2 separate regions of the Mus musculus genome follow, and region 2 is linked to region 1. A link is a contact called in public HiChIP or PLAC-seq data. All regions are on one chromosome and are shown on one strand. Each heading gives the region's core, a stretch centred on a gene start, on an enhancer-like site or on the middle of the called end of the contact. The rest is flanking DNA. Distances are from core to core; before and after follow the strand shown. Region 1 holds the start of Cpvl (carboxypeptidase, vitellogenic-like). Region 2 overlaps Chn2 (chimerin 2).

Region 1 (3,500 bases), core at 612-3,111:
GTTAAACAAAATATTGTTCAGTGAATAAATACCCCATTCACTCAGGTTTCTGATTATAAAGGGAAATATACAATTATGCAAACACAATGCCTGCTTTTGATTTTCTGTGCTTCAAAATGTCAAACCATTAGAACATTTTAAAAATGCAAAATGTGTACAAATCTATTTACCACATGTTTAACACAATCCAACTTAGCATAATACAAAATACTGGTTGTGGAAAATTTAAAAGGGTTCTCAGCAACATTTTCCCATTGAGGTAAGGGTTTATAATCATAATTTGATTGAATATATGACCCTTGTCATATCTCTCAGGATTAACTTAATAGAATTCTCATGCTTAATGTAAATAAACCCACTCAAATACAGTACACAGCTAAAAATGATTTTGCCTGTTATTGACTATAATAAAGAAGCAAATGATTTTAGAAATTGAAATTAAGTTCTCAAGAGGCCCAAGGGTAATGGCCACTATGGCATTGTTAAGATATTGTTTTTAATTATGTGAATTTGTTACACCAAGGCTTTAATAGCATAGCTATCTTCAAAGAATGGCTGAAATCAACAATTCTACTGATTCAGAAAATAAAAAAAGCATAGTGTTAAAAAAATAATAATAGAAAATACTCTTCCAGGAAGAGGGTCCCCTGAGTAGACACAAGAAACCACCCTGCTGTCTAGTTTCCCTGTCTTCCAGCAGCAAACCTCCAGCCCCCTTAATGGCACCATTAATATTTAAGCAACCACTATAGTCACAACACTGCCTCAGAGAGCAGAGCTTCACTCAACAATGTTTTTAAAAAAAATGGTGGAAGCAAGCTTGCTTTAATTGACATAAATTTAGTACACAAAAGTAAGAATTAGGTCAATTTAGCAGAGTTCATTAACATTTAATCAAGTAACTACTAAAGTCACGGTGCTCCACGTCAATGAATTAAGGCAACAGTATACTTCATTTCACAGTTCTCATTTAACAGAATTCCACAACTGCTCAGCTGTCATCTCTCCTAAGGGGAATGAAAGCCATTAGCATGAATGGAGGAGTGTGACTTAAAAAAAAAGAAAAAGGAAAAAGAGACCTGTGTTGCTTTTGCTGATCCGAAATTGGACTAAATCTCTCATCTATTAAACATTGAGTTCTCTCTGAATGAATAAACCTATACTACAGAGAAGTTGTGACTCACAGATGTAAGAAGAGGGGGAGAGAGAGAGAGAGAGAAGCAAAGGAAAAAAATGTCTACTGACCACACATTCCTACTTGAATGAATACGAAGGGCACATAGAAAGCTCCAGTCTAAACCATCATAACAACAGGTTTGAGGAAGAGAGTCCTCTTGGTGTTCAGGAACACAAACATGAGCTGTGCTCCAGCCAAAGTAGTAAATCATCAAGGCTGTTCACCAGTATGTGTCAGATAACGACCACCACTAAATAAACCACCACTAAGTTACCATTGGAGCCCATGTGTCATACATTATGTTAAACCAAGCTCTTCAACTCCATGGCCTTTAGGATAAGAACACAACACACCCCATCTGCAGCAGCACGCCAGATTAATAAGTTACCACTCAATAAAGTGATTGAGGGAAGCACGTGGAAAAGATGACAAAGCTTTGGGTAAACAAGAGTAAACCCCTGGAGCGGATATAGTTATTTCCTCCTTGCTTTATACTTCATATAAAATTCTAAGTTTCCAACAACAATTAATCTTGTAAATACAAAAGAGTAGTTTTTCTGATATTTTGATTTTCCTTCAAACAAAACAAAGCAACTGATAGCCACAACAAAAAGCAGGGGGCTTGTTCCTTATTCCTCATAGCTACCTGGTTATGACCTCTGGCGTTTCCTAGGAATAAGGTTCTGTTTGTTCTTTTTTCTCGAAAATTCTATTGGGATGTATCCCGACCTACAGCCACAGAACTTCAGAGGCTCAACGTGGGGTTTTCCTTGGTAACTTAGAAGGCTTGGGATAAAAGTGAGGATGGTGAGTCCAGTTATCCTTATAGTATTTGTATCTGGTTCTGCTTAGCATCTATGACAAATACACATGTAAGCATTACTAAGCAAACGTGTGTGCCATTGATGGATATAAATGAGAAGGAGCCAAGGTAGAACTACAGAAGACATTAAGTGTTCATATGATCTAATTTAGATGTCTGAGAGTGTTAAAAACAAAGCAAACAAACAAACAAAAACACGACTGAACCAACTTGATCAGGAGGACTCCATCATTGAATAGTGGGGCCGAGACTCGAAGCCGGGATATATTTATGGTTCCTGTTCTCATCTGATTCCCACTGCTCCAGTCATTCAGATATCCTTCAGATATTCTGACTCTGGTCTCAATGGACTAGCCTGTCTCAGTGATCTATTGTTGAACAATACACAGACAGAGAGAGATAGAATCTGGAGAGGTTGGTCTTTCTGGGGAAGATTTGCCACCAGAATACATCAGTGGACCTTGGTTAGATAGCGGCTTCTCTGTGTCTCACTCAGTGTGACACACAGTTGCTAGTTACATCTGTGGGAACCCTGGAAGACAGTTCTTTAACACAGATACTATTTTTAAAAACCCAAATGCAAGAACTTACCATGGGATGAGTTATATTTTAAAACGAGTTTAAAATACAACCCCCAAACTTATCAGTGCCTGGTTATTTTAGTGCTAACTTCTGTTTAGAGTTATGCTACACTTTTACCCACTGTGTCTGGTGGGTAAATGAAAAAAAGAAATAAAATGACTGGCCCCAGGTATGCTGAAGGAGAAAATCTATTGTAGATAAAAGGGAGCATATAGCCAGAGGCAGGGACATCTGGGAGAGTCTAGGGTGGACATGACCAGACTAAGCTGGGCCACGTAAGGAGAAGAGGAGGGGAAGGGAGAGGGAGAAGGGAACCCAGGGGCAGCAGCCAGGAGACCCATGAGAGTAAAGAACAAATGGGGGGACCAGGTAATCAAAATGATTGGCAGCTGGAGGAAGGAAGCCCCTGGACTGGAGGCTTAGGGTAGGAGATGGGTTAGGCTAGCCATTCCTCCTAAGAAACAGGGACTGAGGAATGCTGAGAGAACCTGACGGCCAGGTCCAGTTTGACATGGTAACTAGACACCTCAGCCATTTGCCCCAGGATTTGACAAGACTTAACAGTTGGCAGCCTGTATGAGGGCTTCCTTCGGAGCATTATTTGCCAAGTGTGATCCATAGCTCTGGGGAGCTTGACATCAGCTATGTCAGCAGTACTGTACCATAGATATTGGCAATGTCACAAACCAGGTCTCTCTCCCCCAGAGCCCATTGCTATAGAGTTCTCTGCCTCTTTATCTAGAAAGTGTGCTAGACACTGCTCACAATCATCTCCCTGTCCAATCCCCATCAAAGTGGCCAGCAGAAGAGACAGGAGAGGAACGTGGGCTCAGCTGTTCTCTGTACATTGGAGCAAGAGTGTTATGCTCAGCCCAGAAGCCTCAAGAAAAGAAACCCAAAGAGGCTACTTGGAAGTGC
Region 2 (3,403 bases), core at 420-2,919, 140 kb after region 1:
ATCATCCTTAATGTATAGACAAGGTGATAGAGTTTCAGAATGGCTCACCTGAGGGTAAAAGCCTTGAGTGGAAAAGGGAGATATAAGTGGAAATCTATGATATTCTTATTACTTCAGCCCCTGGCATACACACCTTAAGAGAACCCCCTCTCAGTGTGGCAAGGGCTGTAAGTTGGATTGGTATTCACTCTCCTGGCTACATTACATGTTACATCGGAGAAAAAGATTTCCTTTTTCCTTTAACGATCATAAGTATCCATTGATTTTCCAGTCAAAGGGAAACTGGCTTGGTGGGGCCTAACCAAATCATGTGTGTGTCCTTAAAAGGGGATGTAGGCCTCCCCTAAAACAGAGATGTAAAGTGGAAGATTTTTATGTGTCTCTTCTTTTGAACAATAACAAACAAACAAACAAACAAACAAAAACCATATTGTGATCATCTGTGAGAAAGGACATGTGGCAAGGACTTGAGAGTGGCCTTTGGAGCTAACAGTGGATCCTGGTCAATAGCTAGAAGGAAATGAGACCTTGGTCATCAGGCATGGGAGATGAATTCTGCCAACACCTGGCTAGGTGACCTTCGGAAGAGGCTTCTTAGCTCCACCGAGAACCACAATGCAGGTACAACTTGATGTCAGCCTTCGGGATCAGGCTAGGTACCCAGCTCCACCCTACCTGTACTTTTGGTCTACAGACAGTGTGAATTAGAAAGTGGATGCTGATTTAAGCTCTCACATTTGCATTAATTTATATGTGACAACAGAAAATGAACAAGCACAGCGTAGATCTCCCCTGGGATTCTGGCTGCAAGATAACCTACCTCACCCCAGAAGCCATCTCACCATCACTAAATCCTGGAACGGCAGAGTCCAATGGGAACTCTCCAGTCCAGTGGCTGCATACAACCTTTCCTTTGTGGGAGTTCTTTGTGGGGGCAGATTGGGGAACTGCTCTGCTTGCAGTAGGAAGCAGAGAGATACAAGGTGGGCGAGTCTGACTCTCCACCTCTTGGCCAGAAAGCACAGTAGCTCCCCTTTACAACTGTCTGCATCATCTTCCCCAGGATTAGCACCCAAGTGTGCTCTATGGTGTCCTCCTCCTAGTTGACCAACATTTACTCCCATTTTCGAGCTGCAGCTAGATACTCCTCATCCCTTCTCCTCAAGGCACCCCAGAGGAATACAATTTTCAGACTACTGATCGGATCCAACTCATCTGGTCTCTGCTTGTCTCTCTAGAGCCTGCTGGGCTCTGTTTGAATAGCTCCCTGCACACTTTTCTCCCATCCACAGTCCATTTCTTTGGATGGTCTTTTCTTTCATGAAAATCTGCTCACCCATCATGCCTGCTGTTGAGCTAGGTCCAGCCATAGGTGATTCATAGAGCAAGCAGAGCATCCTTTGCAGGACAATTTCTCATGTCAATATCTATGGCCTCTTGTTCCACAGAAGCCATCTATCCTCCAAACTAAGTATCTCCAGGCCCTCACGGGACTTTCTAGTCCTTTCTTCCCTACCACACTTCAGTTTTCCCGTGTGTCTCTTAGAGCGAGGTCAGGAACTGAGGGTGAACCTCTGGTGTGGTCTGTTTCACATGAAGTACAAACCCAGCATGAGCCACTGTCTAAATATTGCATCCCATTAATGTTGGCTGAGACCACATCCACTTTTTGGCAACCACAGTGCGCTGCTGACTCACACCACTCGCAGAGACGAGCAGAACTCCTTTCTCACCTATATGTCTCTGTGCTCTCTCTGTGAGTGTTTTAATCTGAACGGAGGCTCAGTACCCATCCCTGTGTGTCTTGTCGGGAAGCTGGATCCTGCTGTGTATGAGACTGTTGATGTCACCCAAGAGGATCGCTCATCTTCCCAGCATCTCAGCTCTCCATTTTCTAAGTATGACGCAGTGAGCCTCATCGGGACTCAATCACCTCTCAGTCTCAGTGAGAGGACTTTGAGTTTGCACAGGGCGGAGGTCAGAGACTTCTTGCACTATAATGATGATTATAAAGGGTCAGTGTTTGATCCTTTGCTTATGGATCTTCTAATGGCAATTATCCAGCTTATAAAGGTACCATCAATCTGTCACAGTCTATTTCCTGGTGTCCAGGTGAAAGTTGATGAGTCTGTTTCCTGCCCAGCCAGGAAGTACATTAGACGCTCTTTATAAGTGTATTGCAGTATCTTCCCCCTGGAGAACACCCTGATGTGCGTTATGGTTCCTCTTCTTAGGGAACCATAAATATGTGGAGGCCCCAGAGATGAGGTATACAACATGTAGCAGGCAGGAGGGAGATAAAGGGGAAGCGTCGCCCTCTTGCAGCACCCATGTACTTGTTCTCTGTCCAGCTTCCTACCAGCAGGACCCATGAGGAGCAGAGGAGGTAGAGGAATCAATCATTAGACAGCCTCCTGGGACAGCCTCCGCTCACAGGGGACCTAGAGCTAGCAGAGTTCGCAAATGCCTTCCAAAGTGGAGATTCTGCAATTCTACAAGGCATGAGAGATAGCAATGCATACACTAGTGTGCCTAAGGACACATGATAGTAGCTGAAGCTAACTGTTCTGATTACGTCATCTATTTATACCTGCTTCCTTATTCACATTCAGAACACAGAAGTGAAAACCACCACCGGGCTTTTAGGACACTTACATGGCAGTATGAGCTACTTCCCCTGGCTGTGATAAAGCACCATGACCAAGGCAACTTACAGAAGAGAAAGCTCATGTCAGCTTGCAGTCCCAGTGTGGTAGAGTCCATGATGGTCGAGAGAGCAAGGTTGGAGGCAGGCCTACATCACAGACCACCCATGTGGTATATGTCCCTCAGCAGGTCTGTACTCCCTAGCAATGCCACTAACTAGGGGCTAAATGTTCAAGTGCCCAGGATATGGGATGCATTTCTAGCCACTGCGATTATCTGATGATTAGGCTTCTATCAGATAACTTCAGAGGAGGCCCCGTAAGTGCTGCACAACTTAACCTCAAGGTGCAGTGTCCACTTGATGCTCACATCACTGAGTACCAGGTCTCAGGCTCTGATAAGTGTCTCCTTCCATTAGGACAGGTTGCCCTATTCTTCTGAACTTTGAGATCATTGGCTCCTGCTGGAGCACTCCTGCTAGAGCATTCCTGCTGGAGTACCCTCTGTGTTCTGCTCTGAGATGTGTGGGTTGGATCTATGACAATAAAAGAGAAACGTTTGAGGCAGGGAGGAACTTCTGGAGAAGTGAGCTTGGTTTGGATTTGGGTTGGATTCTTCTGCCATGTTTTAAAGGATCCTTCTTGGACAAGTGTGCCTCAGGGCTCCAGGTTTCTCACCTGGAAGATGGGACTCATTATTCACCTATTCATGGAATGGTAAGGTGGTGGATCATGGGACATGGAGACAACGGGATGTA

The links. HiChIP or PLAC-seq counts read pairs in DNA pulled down with a chosen protein or histone mark.
Region 2: a FOXA1 HiChIP or PLAC-seq map of pancreatic cancer cells shows a contact between it and region 1. The contact joins the enhancer-like site here to the promoter of Cpvl in region 1. A contact is called at or near these places in 2 of 39 promoter capture datasets (the 3T3-L1 cell line and macrophages), 2 of 484 Hi-C or Micro-C datasets (cerebellar granule neurons and cerebellum), 3 of 115 datasets of contacts at active chromatin or transcription factors (the HPC-7 cell line, embryonic stem cells and pancreatic cancer cells) and 2 of 9 other capture datasets (adipose tissue and macrophages).

What each region holds. Positions count from the first base shown.
Region 1 is chr6:53,976,812-53,980,311 of GRCm38.p6, forward strand. It overlaps Cpvl (carboxypeptidase, vitellogenic-like), which reads right to left and starts at 1,862. Exons shown (of 13, transcript NM_001289713.1): 1 at 1,824-1,862. It overlaps 4921529L05Rik (RIKEN cDNA 4921529L05 gene), which reads left to right and starts at 1,880. Exons shown (of 4, transcript NR_110484.2): 1 at 1,880-1,984.
Region 2 is chr6:54,114,827-54,118,229 of GRCm38.p6, forward strand. The region is part of intron 1 of Chn2 (chimerin 2); the gene reads left to right. Among named protein-coding and RNA genes, the nearest start is that of 9530036M11Rik, 36 kb to the right of the region's middle. Within about 2 kb of position 1,670, at least 94 of the 459 cell types and tissues checked have an H3K27ac peak or open chromatin away from gene starts, as enhancers often do. A contact at or near this core is called in the HPC-7 cell line, adipose tissue and pancreatic cancer cells, where this site is marked.